Linked DNA regions of Mus musculus: region 1 is linked to region 2. The links are chromatin contacts, called in public HiChIP or PLAC-seq maps. All regions are on one chromosome and are shown on one strand. Each heading gives the region's core, a stretch centred on a gene start, on an enhancer-like site or on the middle of the called end of the contact. The rest is flanking DNA. Distances are from core to core; before and after follow the strand shown. Region 1 overlaps Cyp2c23 (cytochrome P450, family 2, subfamily c, polypeptide 23). Region 2 overlaps Cpn1 (carboxypeptidase N, polypeptide 1).

The links. HiChIP or PLAC-seq counts read pairs in DNA pulled down with a chosen protein or histone mark.
Region 1: an H3K4me3 HiChIP or PLAC-seq map of bone marrow-derived macrophages shows a contact between it and region 2, with 2.3 times the contacts expected there. The contact joins two enhancer-like sites. A contact is called at or near these places in 1 of 15 datasets of contacts at CTCF or cohesin (the NIH/3T3 cell line), 6 of 484 Hi-C or Micro-C datasets (cortical neurons, extraembryonic endoderm stem cells, forebrain and 1 more), 5 of 115 datasets of contacts at active chromatin or transcription factors (bone marrow-derived macrophages, embryonic fibroblasts, embryonic stem cells and 1 more) and 3 of 9 other capture datasets (adipose tissue, embryonic stem cells and pancreatic islet).

Annotation. Positions count from the first base shown.
Region 1 is chr19:44,006,818-44,013,424 of GRCm38.p6, reverse strand. It overlaps Cyp2c23 (cytochrome P450, family 2, subfamily c, polypeptide 23), which reads left to right. Exons shown (of 9, transcript NM_001001446.3): 7 at 955-1,142; 8 at 6,260-6,401. Among named protein-coding and RNA genes, the nearest start is that of Cyp2c23, 19 kb to the left of the region's middle. Within about 2 kb of position 4,329, at least 23 of the 459 cell types and tissues checked have an H3K27ac peak or open chromatin away from gene starts, as enhancers often do. A contact at or near this core is called in adipose tissue and bone marrow-derived macrophages, where this site is marked.
Region 2 is chr19:43,962,299-43,969,836 of GRCm38.p6, reverse strand. Cpn1 (carboxypeptidase N, polypeptide 1) reads left to right here. Exons shown (of 9, transcript NM_030703.2): 5 at 1,273-1,384; 6 at 3,523-3,662; 7 at 6,007-6,106. Among named protein-coding and RNA genes, the nearest start is that of Cpn1, 20 kb to the left of the region's middle. Within about 2 kb of position 4,201, at least 60 of the 459 cell types and tissues checked have an H3K27ac peak or open chromatin away from gene starts, as enhancers often do. A contact at or near this core is called in adipose tissue and bone marrow-derived macrophages, where this site is marked.

The sequences.
Region 1 (6,607 bases), core at 3,080-5,579, 43 kb before region 2:
CAAACCTCATATGTTAGAAAAAGAGACAAAAATTTAGCTGCAACTGAGCAGAAGATGTTAAGGGGTTCCATGCTGAAACCACTCGAGGACCTGCCAACACCGGGCTGGGTGACCGCACATGAGTTCTTTCATCTTGTGGGCTTCTATTTCACGCCTTAAAAATGCACCAAACCCCTCAAGGGGGATTCTTAGCTCTGGCAGAATTTTTCTTTTTCTTAGCATATACTAATTGCATACAATGATGGGTTTAGTTATGCCTTTACATGCATGTAAACAATGTATATAGCTCCTATTCATTTTACATGCAAGTATATCGTGTACATAGATCCTATCCACGTCTCCCACTTCCCACTCCAGTTGATCCGGGAACAGGGGAAGGACTACTGAAGGGAACTAGGTGAGGGGTTTCTAACAGGAGAATGGGTGGCCTACCAGCAGCTACACCACTGAAGGCAATTCTTCCTCCTACCGCAGTCACTAACTGCTTATAGATCACTAAGTGGGTCTTAATCATGAAGTTAAAACTGAAATTCCAAGGATAATCTCAAGCCATTTCTCAGAGCACAAGCTGTAGGAAGTCAGGATTTACTGTTCCACAAAACGCAGTTCCCACGGGAGGTGTGGGAAAGTGCTAGAAGCTGATAAACGTGTGCCCGGCAGAATAAGGATCTAACATTTTCCCTCTATGGTTGATTTGCCGGGAATCACATGATCAGTTGGGCCTGCCTGGGTCCTGTCCTAACCACAATGGCAGTCCTGCACATTCCTGCCCCAACCTTTGTTTCCAATAGCCACATCTTTGGGATTTGCAGCAAAAGGGGACTTTGAACCCCCCACCCAACCCCGCTCACCCCTTACCAAAGCCTTCTCTAGGTCACTTTCTATCACTCTTTGCAAGTATTTCCAGGTCTCCTGGGAATACAGGCCTGAGGAACCCTCACCGTGTCTCTGCAGCCAAAGTTCATGAAGAACTTGATCGTGTGATTGGACGCCACCAACCCCCCAGCATGAAGGACAAGATGAAGCTGCCCTATACAGATGCCGTGCTGCATGAGATTCAAAGATACATCACTCTCCTTCCTTCTAGTCTGCCCCATGCTGTGGTCCAGGACACAAAATTCAGACACTATGTCATCCCCAAGGTTAGATGTGTTTGCAAAGATGACTGGGAAGGAAGGGGTTACCATGGTACCTGCTGGGCTTAGGCAATGGCTCTCAGTTCTGGGGCTGGAAGAGAAACAGGTTAGAGTCACCAAAAGAACACAGAGCCACAGACATTATGTTACCTCTGGGCCTTGTCTTCGGCTTTGTAGAACATGGCACGCTGACCTGAAGTTTCCCAGACCCCTCATGTCACATGCACTAAATGAGCAGTGCCTTCAATCCAGAAGAAGCCCACCTGGTTTTTCTTGGTGGGTTTTAAAAAGGGCCTCACTGTGAAGGTGCAGCGGTTCTGATGTTGAGCCAAATATTGCCTTTAATCCCAATGTTGGGTTACTCAGTTAGGCTATTGCTGTCCTCAGAGTCAATCTGTGCATGCCAGGGTTGCAGGAAGCCTTCAGCATTTACATTTAAGGGGCTCCATTGCTCCTAAGGTGTAGAAAAGATTCCAAATGTGGCCATAAACACTGCCACACTCAAACCATCCTGCCTGTCCAGTCTGCTAAAGTGTGAGTCTACACAGCTGACATGGGACTGGACCTTGAAGTCAGTTGTCTAAAACCAGGATATACATCATAAGAAAAAAACCAAGGGCTCGGTGGGTGAGGGAGAGCACGTGGTATGCAAGTGCAAGGACCTGAGTTCAGATCCCAGCACTGGAGTATAAAGCCACAGGTAACCCCGCACTGTGGTGGGCAAAGGCAGGAGGGTCACTGGGCCTTTCCTTTCTTTTTAATAGACCAAGTCCTCACTACACTGCCTCAACTGACCCCCATCTTTCAATTCTTTAACCTTAATCCCTGGTGTGCTGAGAATACAGGTGTTCACCACCAGTCCAGCTAAGAAAACTTTCATTAATAAAAAAATTACAAGGTAAAAGTACTCAGGAGTAAGCAGAAAGTTTGCAAGATTTTAAAGATATTTTCAAATTTAGAACGCTAACTTATACAATTTTTAAATCAAAGGACGTTCTGTCTTAGGCTAGGAAAATATAATTACATGTTTATATTATAGGTAAAAGATGTATTTATATTAATATATAAATTAATATTAATAACCATATTTTTCTAGAACCAAATTAACAGATTCCAATTTTGATATGGAATTTTTAAAATATTTAAAATAAATTATAGGAGCTGGGCAGTGGTGGTGCACGCCTTTAGTCCCAGCACTTAGGAGGCAGAGGCAGGTGGATCTCTGAGTTTGAGGCCAGCCTGGTCCACAGAGTGAGTTCCAGGGCATCCAGGGCTACACAGAGAAACCTGTTTCAGCAATAAATAAATAATAAGTAAGTAAAACACAAATCCACAGGTTTTTTAAAAATTTATTACACATTTTATTTATTTTTATGTATGGTTATTACGAATGGTTAGTGAATATGTAAAATAAACCCACAGAATGGAATAGACTGAAAATAAAAATTATAAGGATTCATGTTTTAACTTATCATACTATATAGACTGGATGTTTAAGAGAACTCTTAAGACAGGGTTTCACCATGTAGTCTTGGCTGGCCTAGAACTCACTGTGTAGTCCAGACCGTGGCGGAGCTGGCAGAGTCCTGCCTGAGGGATGGCAGGCATTCTTGCTGGAAGCAGCAACAAAGGTAACCTCTGCAGGAGGCTGTGTGGCCACAGCTGCAGGCGTTCACAGCTCCAGAAGAGCATCCCCACTGCTAAGAAGTTTTATTTTGTGCAGATTTTCCTCAAAATAAGAATTTCTTATATATTATAATTTTTAATAAATCAAAAGACTTATTCTGTATTAGGCTGGGAAAATTTATCTACAAATAAAATAACATGTTTATATTACATATATAAAATGTATTTATATTAATACATATATTTTCTGGAACCAATAATAGATTCCAATTTTGATATGGAATTAATTATTAATAATTATATTATATATAATAGATAAATATATGTACATACATATGTGCATATATATATATATATATATACACATATACATACTTAAAAGCTAGATGTTGAAGCATGCACTTATAACCCCAGTTTTTGGCAGATGGAGACAAGAGAATCAGGAGTTGAAGGCCAGCCTCAGTTACATAATGAGTTTGAGACTCTGACTCAAAGCACAAACTAAAAGAATGTAGTTTATATCTGAGGGTTAGAAATGTTCTGTTTTAAAAGATGCTCACTAACCATGGGAATTTAAAATTCTGCTATTCCTATAAACTAGACTAGTGTGCAAGCTACGTAATACCACAGGTTCTATGTGGAAACAGTGGGCCAGGCTGTGCATGTCTTGTTTTCATTTCATAAGGTATCTTCCAGGGGACAATTATGATCTGGTAACAGTGATGATATCAAGCTAGAAGCCTGTGAAGAAGGAGGGAGGAGCCAGTGGGATGGCTGAGTAGGTAAAGGTGCTTGCTGCCAATTAGTGACCTGAGTTCAATCCTGGAACCCAGGTGGTGGAATGAAAGAACTGCCCTCTGACCTCCACGTGCACACCGCTGCAGGAGGATAAACAAACAGATAAAATGTAAAGGTATTTTAATCCAGCAACATGGCTGCTCTGATCGCATCCAAAGACCTAGGTCTGTGATCTGGCTGGAATGTAGACAGGCCTTTAGAACACACCTGCAGTCCCCGAATATGAGTCTAATTAAGGGGCAGACAAAGTGACAAATCGGAGAAAGATTTGACAGAATGGGTCAGAGATAGGATACGCCCAACTGTCAGAAGAAAGGCTATTTAAGGTCAGCCCTGGGAGGATCAAGGGGGGTCAGTCCAAATGTCAGTGAGCGGGAGTAGGGTCTGTGGAGAGTCAGTGTAATGAATGTAGTGGACTTGAGTTCCTGTGTTCAGTGCAGGTCAGCAGAGGGAGTAATTCAGTGAGAAGCTGAGAGAAGCCTAATTGAATCAGTCAGTTTGGAGAGGAGTTGGAGCCAGGACAGCTGAATTGAACCAGCCAGCCAGAGCTCAGAAAGAGCTAGAAAGGGTGAGCTTATTCAGCGGTAAGTCTCCGAGATGACAATTACATCAGGCAAATACAGGTTATTTTTATAGTAAATGTCAAAAATAATTTAAGAGAACAAGAGAGAAACATTTTTGCTTTATAGCCTTCTTCTGCACAGTACAGTTTTGCACCGCACTGTCATTTCCAATTCTTGCGCAAACGTTTAAAGAAACCGGAAGTAAAAGCAGAAAAGCTTTTGGCTAAGCTGGGTGCTCCAAGACCAGACAGAGCTTGATCCTGGTTCCAGCTGTGCTGCTTGCCATAAGCAAGCGTTTCTCCTTTCTGATCCTCAGCTCCCTGTTTATATAACGTGAGCCAAAAACGCATCCTCTCTCTTCCATTGGCATGAGAGTTAAACGAGGTTTATAAACAGCTCCGCACGGGGTCGGGCAGATGCGAGGCTTCCTGCATAAACAGTGGCCGCCGTTAGCATGCCGTTAGCATGTCATCATCAGGGCTACAGCTTCTTGATCACTCCCCACTCACAGCCCTTCTCTACCAGGACCTTTGCATCTAGGCCTACCAAATAGGTATATACGTTAAACATTTTCTGGTGATAAATTTTCTGGTTAAGTATTTTGATTTTATAATTGTCAATGCTGAGAGCACCATTTTGCATAAATGTTCAGCACAAAAAAGCAGGAGGAGATTTACTGCTATTTCAGAAGTTATTAAAAACCCCTACCCTACCAAAATTGCTTTAAACAATTTCATAATGGCACTCAAGTTGGTGACTCAAACAGCAAGTTTTAAAACCAGCCTTTTTTTTTTTTAGATTTTTTAAAAAAGATGTATTTATTTATTATATGTAAGTACACCGTAGCTGTCTTCAGACACACCAGAAGAGGGCATCCAATCCCATTACAGATGGTTGTGAGCCACCATGTGGTTGCTGGGATTTGAATTCAGGACCTCCAGAAGAGCAGTCAGTGCTCTTAACTGCTGAGCCACCTCTCCAGGCCCCAAGCATCCTTTCTAACACAATTTAAAGACACATTAACTTTAGACTTGCAGGCTGAAGGAAGACAGAAGGGGGAAGCCTGAAAGTCTTTGCTGTCTATAGTTAAACCATTGTTTCTATGAGCACAGAAAACCTGTGGGTACAGGAGGAAGATTGCAGACCAGAGCATGCGGTTGTCTTGCATCTCAGCTGAGCTGTTTCGGGCCACGTTCTCCGGAGTTGTGTGGTCTGACAGCATGCTCAGTGCAGGGCACACGCTGTGTCTGGATAAGACGGCAGTGAAGCCACAGGACGCCACCCCTGTAAGGATGGTGGGAAATCCCCGATTCCTTACATGTTGAATTTGGATGACATTTTTGGTCCTTGTGTGTGTTCATGTGGCTAGCTCGCATACAGTTCCCACTCTGATAGCTTGCTTTATATTGCTTCGATAACGCTGTGACCAAAAGCAATTTGGGAGGAAAGAGTTTATTTACAGTTTAGCTTACATATCCCAGGTCACAGTCCACTGAGGGAAGCTGAGGCAGGAACTCAAGGCAGAAACGGAAGCCATGAAGCAGTGTTGCCTACTGGCTTGCTCCTTCTGGCTGATCCAGTTGACTTTCTTACCCGCCCCAGGACCACCTGCCCGAGGGCGGAGCTTCCATAGAGGGCTGGGCCCCCCACATCAATCAATCCTTAGTCAAGAAAATGCCCTATATACAGGCTTGTATTTTCTCAGTTGAGGATCTTTTTATTACGCCATTTTACAAGTGAGGGGAACGAGGTTCCATTGTACAGACCCGAGGCTCAGCGGCTCATTTTCTTCCACTTACATCAGAATCCAGAGAGGAGGAAAAACAACAAAAAAAGTAAGCATGCCAAAGTTAAGTCTTTCAGCTTGAGGCTGAAGCTCCAAAAAAAGCGCGTGTGTGGGCACTGTGAGCTGCCGCCTCAGATTTTCAGCAACTAATTCTTGAATGCTGACTGTCACTCTTACCACAAAGAACTGCCAGGCCGGTAAGTGCGCGTGTAGCAGCAGTAACCCGAGACAGCCAGGGACTATGTGAGTATTTCCCTGTTAAATCCACTGTTACTCAGAGCATTTGAGTGGCTTGGGAGCTATAGGCTAACTGTGGTAAAGCACCTCCGTGGTCTGTCTCTTGGTTCCAGGGCACCGCTGTGTTCCCGTTTCTGTCTTCCATCTTGTTGGATCAAAAGGAGTTTCCCAACCCAGAGAAGTTTGATCCAGGACACTTTCTGGATAAAAATGGCTGCTTCAAGAAAACAGACTACTTTGTTCCTTTCTCCCTCGGTAAATATACACGTTTTGGGCAACTCTTAGCGTCACTGAATTACGTCTTACGTGACCCACTGATGTAAAGTCAATTGATCGAACTGTTCTAACTTCCCAAGTCTAGCTAGAGACATTCAAGTCTCTATACCAGTCACATCAGCTTCGTCATCCAGGAACTATTGGGTGGCTGCTAATTGCAACTTCTTAAAGAAAACAAACATTAA
Region 2 (7,538 bases), core at 2,952-5,451:
AGCCATAAAGCCAGGAATGATTACATCAAATCATATTATAATTGCTGCGAGGACGAGAATTCTAAAGCTGGTGACACATGAGGATACGCTGTCCGTGAGTCAGAGCAGGGAAATGTGAATTTTGAATCTAATTTGCAGTTTTATGATGGCATGTCTATTTTAATGAGAAATAGACTAGGCAAATTAAGATCTAGATAATAATACCAAACAGTGGAGCAGGGGCTGGAGAGATGGCTCAGCAGCTAAGAGTTCTTGCTGCTCTTGCTGAGGACTCCAGTTCTGTCCCCAGCACTCATGTTTGTCAGTGCAAAACTATCTACAATGACAGCTCCGGGGGATCTGACAGCTGCACCCACGTATACATATCCACACAACAGACACACAGAAACACACATAGAAATCCTATTTAAAAAGATGAATATAGAGCCAGGTGGTGGTGATGCTCGCTTTTAATCTCAGCACTTGGGAGGCAGAGGCAGGTGGTTCTCTGTGAGTTCAAGGCCAGCCCAGTCTGCAGAGTGAGTTCTGGATAGCCAGGGCAAGATGTCTCAAAACAAACAAACAAAAACACAAAACTTTAAAAATTATTAAAAAGTAATAGGGGTTATAGTTATAGAGTCTAAGCCTGTGCCTCTCTTCCCAACACCTTCCGTCTGTCAGAACACACACGTTTTGGACTTTATGCAATCTTTGATTTCGTTTATTAAACTCAGCTAGGAAATGGCCCAACTGAAAGAGTGACAGTCTGCTGTCATCCCTCCATGACAGATTTATCCCGAGAAAGTGGAAACACCAGAATACAGGGCTCCCAGGAACAACTTTAGCATCTGGAAAGCTGAGGCAGGAGGATTGAGTTCAAAACTAGCCTGGACTACAGACTGAGACCCTGTCTCAAAATAGCCAAGGGAGAGAGGGAGGGAGGGAGGGAGGAGGGAGGGAGGGAGGCAGAGTTCAAGAATGATCCAGAACCTCCCCGTGTAGTCTGACTCATGCTCACTGACATGGATGAGCGCTCGTGTACACACACCCCATTACCACCACCACCACCTACACCACCAACGACGAGATCACCTCTCCTCCTCCTCCTCCTCCTCCTCCTCCTCCTCCTCCTCCCCCTCCTCCTCCTCCTCCTCCGTCTCTGACACTCCCTTGCATTGAAGCATAGAATGTGCTGTGTGTGCCATTGTAGCCTCTTATGTTTCCCCTGGTTGGGCCCCTGAGCCCCTGCTGGGGGTCAGGACTGCTCTCAGGCGTTTTCTGCTTTTCCTCTAGCTGGCCAAGGTCTACTCCTACGCCCATGGATGGATGCACCAAGGTTGGAACTGTGGGGACTACTTTCCAGACGGCATCACCAACGGGGCGTCCTGGTATTCTCTCAGCAAGGGTGAGCAGTCCTGGGGATGGCCCGGCTGAGGGGGAGTCTGCTTCTCAGGGGCACGATGGGGAATACTGTACAATTTTGCACTTGGGGTGGGGATTAGAGAAATAGAGAGCTTCCACGCTGTCTTTTTAATATCCTGTTCATGATCCCGAAAGACCAGGGAGGGCATAGTATGTGGTTTTATAAAACTAGCGTTTTATGCCCTAATCTGCTGGAGCATAGGAGAAAAATAATGAGGCCCAGTGAAGGGTGTGGTCTCTGAGATTAAGTTGGCTTGGGATTCATTTTACTGGGGTACTAGCTTTGTGGCTTCAGGCTAATTGCATGGCCTCTCTGTGTTCTGGTTTCCCTGTCTCTAACTAAGCCTGACAGCGCACTGGCCTCAGTTTTGATACTTTAAGTAAAGCAGTTAGATACATCTGGCTTCTAAATGCTGTCTTCTAAAGCAGCACAGAGGTGGGCTTCAAGCAACTGCAGGTGAGCAGAGGGGTGGGCACCCTGACTACCAACCACACACACACCACCACCACCACCACCACCACCACCACCACCACACACACACACACACACACACACACACACACACACACACTGGGTCTTGCCTGGGATAGGCTCAGGACACACGTCTGCTGTGAACCTCTTGCTGTAAGCATCGGGAAGGGGCTAGAGCAGGGAACCCGGCTCTTTCAGGAGCTGTTCCTGTCTGTCCTTTTTCACACTCTCCATCTGAGCCACCTGTATTGATGAGGGCTGAGTTGATGTTTGGTCCTGGGGAGAGTGGAGAGGAGAGAAGCCGGGGAGTCATTTGTACTAAGAAGTTAGGCTTGTGCACCAAACCTACTTGAATACACAAGAAGATTCTGGTAGATTCTTCTTTCTTTAACTTTGTGCTAGGAAGCCAACCTCCTCACCCCCCAGATTGGAAGCATCAGAGACGCTTTTTCTTTTCTTTTCTTTTCTTCTCTTTTCTTCTCTTCTCTTTTCTTTTCTTTTCTTTCCTTTTCTTTTCTTTTCTTTTCTTTTCTTTTCTTTTCTTTTCTTTTCTTTTCCTTTCCTTTCCTTTCCTTTCCTTTCCTTTCCTTTTCTTTTCTTTCTTTCTTTCTTTCTTTCTTTCTTTCTTTCTTTCTTTCTTTCAAGATGTCTTTATTTTTTATTTATATGAGTACACTGCAGCTGTCCTCAGACACACACTAGAAGAAGGCATGGGATCCCATTACAGATGGTTGTGAGCCACCATGTGGTTGCTGGGATTTGAACTCAGGACCTCTGGCAGAGCAGTCAGTGCTCTTAACCGCTGAGCTGTCTCTCCAGCCCCAGATAATTGCTTTTTCTTTTTTTTTCTTTTTTCTTTTTTTCCCCCGAGACAGGGTTTCTCTGTATAGCCCTGGCTGTCCTGAAACTCACTTTGTAGACCAGGCTGGCCTTAAACTCAGAAATCCGCCTGCCTCTGCCTCCCGAGTGCTTGGATTAAAGGCATGTGCCACTATACTTTTTCAAATCATTCTCTCTCTCTCTCTCTCTCTCTCTCTCTCTCTCTCTCTCTCTCTCTCTCCCTCCCTCCCTCCCTCCCTCCCTCTCTCCCTCCCCACCCTCCCTATCCTCTCAGAAAGCATGGCCCGTGCCTCCTCAGAGAATCTCCACCCTAAACCAAATCAACACAATCCCAAGATTAACAATAGTTAATTAGGTCAATTCTAGTGGTTGTCTCAGCAATGAGGTCTCTGACCACAGTAACCTGGGAAGTTGTCCAACACAGAAACTTGGGGCCCTTGCCCTGTGCCCTGTGCCTCCTGAGTTAAACCCTGAGTTAAGGCCCAGTGATCTGTGTTAAGCTGCATGGCTCACCTTCTAGGGGCTTTAGTACCTGGGAGGAAACCAGTTGTTTAGTTATGGTTGCTGGTCTCTGTGTTTATTTTAAGACAGAGCCTCGCTATGTAGCCTAGGCAGACCTGGAACTTGCTATGTAGACCAGGCTAACCTTCAGCCTGAGACTCAGGAACAGCTCTGTGGAGAGTAAGTTAGCAGATGTCAAGAGGTAGGAGAGAAGCTGATAAAGATGTGGTGGAGAAACTGTGACTAACGAGAAAGGTGGCAATGGTGGGTCCCTCGACACAAAGATCTGCCGCTGTCTCTTTCCCTAGGAATGCAAGACTTCAATTATCTCCACACTAACTGCTTTGAGATCACGCTCGAGCTGAGTTGCGACAAGTTTCCCCGGCAAGAGGAGCTGCAGAGGGAGTGGCTGGGTAACCGGGAAGCCTTAATCCAGTTCTTGGAACAGGTAAGATCCTTCCGTTTGACTCTTCTGGTTGCAAGAGAGGTCTTCCAATGGCAGCTGGGGTTGCCACAGGCTCAGGCTGTCCCCAGAGCTGACTCCACTCAACCAGCCCTCTACTCCTGCGGTTGGTTTTCCTTCAATGTCCTAGAGCATAGCTGTCTGTCCAAAACTTTACTGTAAGCTGGGGACTCTGGGTAAACAAGCCTATATCCCTGTCTCTATGGAACTGATGTTCTAACCGGGGCAGACAGTAAGCAAAATACGGAAGTAAATTCTGTGCCTCATTAAAAAGAGAAGTGCTGTGAAGAAAGTCTCCCGGAGAAAGCCACTCTCAAATGGGGTCTGAGGAGCCTGAGGATCGGAGGGGCTCAGACAAGCCAGGTTATCTAGAACAGGGGTGGGCCCTCCAGAATAGGTCCAACTAAAACAAGCCAAGTCCACATCTGAAAGGTGCCCGGCAGCAGCAACCACAGCCAGCTGCCGCCTCAAGTGCACCGCAACGGCTGCTGTGAGAAACACATGACAAGGCTTGGAGGAGGGGGAGAAACTGGACTCTTTTAGGCACTGTGAGCAGAAAGTGATGTTGCTTCTAAGCCAAGCAGTGTGACAGAGCTTCCGGAAAATTAAAAATGGGGCTGAAGTTTAGCTCAGTGGTAAAGCTCTTGCTTAGCACACGAGGGACCCAAAATTGTGTTTCCAGACCCACAAAAGCAACCACAATTAGAATAAAATTGTTATATTATTCAGCATGGTTAAATCTCAAAGAAGTGAAGACAGGCAGAGAGAGAGAGAGAGAAAGGGCCTTCAAAACCAGGTAAGCGCTGACACACACCTTAGCACGACTGGATCTGGATTATGCAATAAGCAATAAGCCAGTCGTATGGCAGTAAGCCGTGCCTCTGTTTAGATAGAGTTTATACAGTCGCACAGACAGAATGCAGAATGGTGTCTGGGGCTGGAAGAGCAGGAGGTGGGGTAGAGAATGAGAGGGATGGAGACTTTCATCTTAAGGAGAGCAGTTTCAGTGTCAGATGAAGAGAGTTCTAAAAGTGAGTTGTTGTGCTAGGCACATATTACAAATGTGCGTGATAAACTGGGCTGTACAATTCACAGAGTGAACATTTTACCACAATTTACTTCAAATTTTCTCTCTCTCTCTCTCTCTCTCTCTCTCTCTCTTGTGTATTCATGCCATGATGTTTGTGTGGAAATCAGAAAGCAAGTTGTGGAAGGTAGTCTGTTCTCTTCTTCCAGCATTTTGGGTACCAAGTTCAAACTCAGTCAGGCTTAGCAGCAAATGCCTTTAACCACTGAGCCATCTCAGTAGATCACAATCTAAGGTTTCTCTCTCTCTCTCTCTCTTTCTTTAAAGATTTTATTTATTTACTTATTTATTTATTTATTTAATGTGAATATACTGTCTCTGTCTTCAGACACACCAGAAGAGGGCATCGGATCCCTTACAGATGGTTGTGAGCCACCATGTTGTTGCTGGGAATTGAATTCAGGACCTCTGGCAGAGCAGTCAGTGCTCTTAACCGCTAAAGTTTCTAAGTTTCTTTTCGTTTCATTTCGTTTCGTTTCGTTTCGTTTCGTTTCCTTTCCTTTCCTTTCCTTTCTTTTCTTTTCTTTTTAAGATTTTATTTATTACTATATGTAAGTACACTGTAGCTGTCTTCAGACATTCCAGAAGAGGGCATCAGATCTCATTACAGATGGTTGTGAGCCACCATGTGGTTGCTGGGATTTGAACTCAGGATCTTTGGAAGAGCAGTCAGTGCTCTTACCCACTAAACCATCTCACCAGCACCCCCCCCCCTTAAATTTCCTTAATTGTAACAAAATTCAAGGTTAGACCAGCAGGAGCTGGAGAGATGGCTTGGCGGTTGATTGAGAGTACTGGCTTGTCTCAGCAAACCTAAGTTTGTTTCCAGCATCCTCATGGTGGCTCACAAACATTGGTGACATTAGTCCCGAGAGCTCTGTGACCCTCTGCTGGGCTCTTCCAGCAACATGTAGGCACAGGGTACAAAGACACACGTGAAGGCAAAATACTCAACACACATACACTTGAGACTGGGCTACTAGTGGGGACTGTGGCCTCACAAGCCCACCCACACAGGAGCTTTGAGAAGGCAGTGTACTGTGACTGAGTGACAGGATCACTCCGCCTACTAAGGAGGGATTATGGGATTGGAGGAGCAGTGAAGAGCTAGTTTACAGGGTGTTGTCATGGTGTTAATGAACATGGACTGAGAGGAACCATGAGAAAAGAGAAAGGCCAGAGCCTTTCCCACTGTCCAACCACTGTGTGATTCTGACTCTCGGTGGCCACTGTTTCCCGCAGGTCCACCAGGGCATCAAGGGAATGGTGTTGGATGAGAACTCTAACAACCTCACGGGGGCTGTCATTTCCGTCACCGGCATCAACCACGACGTCACTTCAGGTAGGAGGGGACCAGTTGGTAAGCCAGAAAGACCAGCCATCGAGGACACTGAGAGGAGGGTGCGTGCCGGGTATGGGAGCAGAAAAGACGCGCTGCATCAAGCAGCTAAGATTCGGATAAGGAGATTCTTCACCTGCTAGAGGGAGCAGGCTCTGAGAGCAGGGAGCGAGTAGCCTTGAAGCGAATGGAGCCCCTGGTCAGAGCCCCTGATGGCTGTGGAGGCAGCCTGGTTGGGAGGACTTCTGGGCTAGACACCATTCATAACAATGGAGTGGAACAGCCAAGAAGGACTATGACTCTCGTGTTTATTCTCCCCTCCGCTCAGGCATTTCTCACGGGTCCATTCAGGCAAAGCTAATAGATTCCTCCTATAGGCTGGATCTGAGGCAAGGCAAGCAGTGGAGGGTAGGTAATCTTGGAGCTACCTAGAACATGCCAGAAGGGCACTGGCTGGGTTTCCTCTGCTGTTGCTATGATAAAGTACTCTGAAAAGAAGCAACTTAGGGGAAAAACGGCCAGATGTGGCTTCTAGCTCCAGGGTCTAGTCCATAGTTGGGGGTCAGGGTGGCAGGAGCTTGAAGCTTCTAGCGAACTCACATCATAGTCAGGAGACAGAGCTATGACCCAGAGCATTTTCTCCACTTACATAGACCGGATTCCCAGCTGGGAGTGGTCACCCAACAATGTGTAGGCGTTCTCACCTCAGCTAACACGGTCATGACACCTCACAGACATGCCTGGCTAGTCAGCCTCACAGGCGTGCCTGGCCTGTCTCCTTGCTGACTGTCCCAGCCTGGCCAGTCTCCTTCCTGACTGCCCCAGCCGAATTGACCACCTGCCAGTCTTAGGAGTTTCTTTGTGTTGATTTTTCGTGGATGCCAGTGGCTACACGCCTCCCAAAACAACCTTGTTCGCTACCAAGCAGGCATCTAACAACTCATGCTGCCTGTCCAGGCTGGAAGAAATCTCTTCTTCGTGTCCTTAGAGGTGGTCCCAGAGCCCTTCAGAGACAGGCTTGTTTAAGGAAAAGGCAGAGTTCCAAAAGAACTCTGTTACCTCAGTCTGGCAGAATGGGGAATCTTCCAGCCCCGAGGCTGCATACAGGACTGTGGAGGGATCAAACTTCAGCACCATCTCTGAGAACACTGGCTGCTGGTCTTGGTTCTTCCTCATTTAAGCAAGGGTGGGGAGGGTCTCTGAAATGTCAGAGCCACTAAGAATGAATACCACAGTTAGGTTCCGTTTTTTCAGGATCCATTATGAGGATTAGACACTAGTGACGTAGGCTGTGCTGCTTAGTGAAGCACCTGGTGTTGGTTACAGGTGGAGACCGCCAAAGCCCTCTTTCAGAAAGCATCGAGAAATGGAGCTTTTGTCACGCGATTGCTAATTGCCCCTGATCAAGAGCCCCCAATTAAGACAATAACAGTTT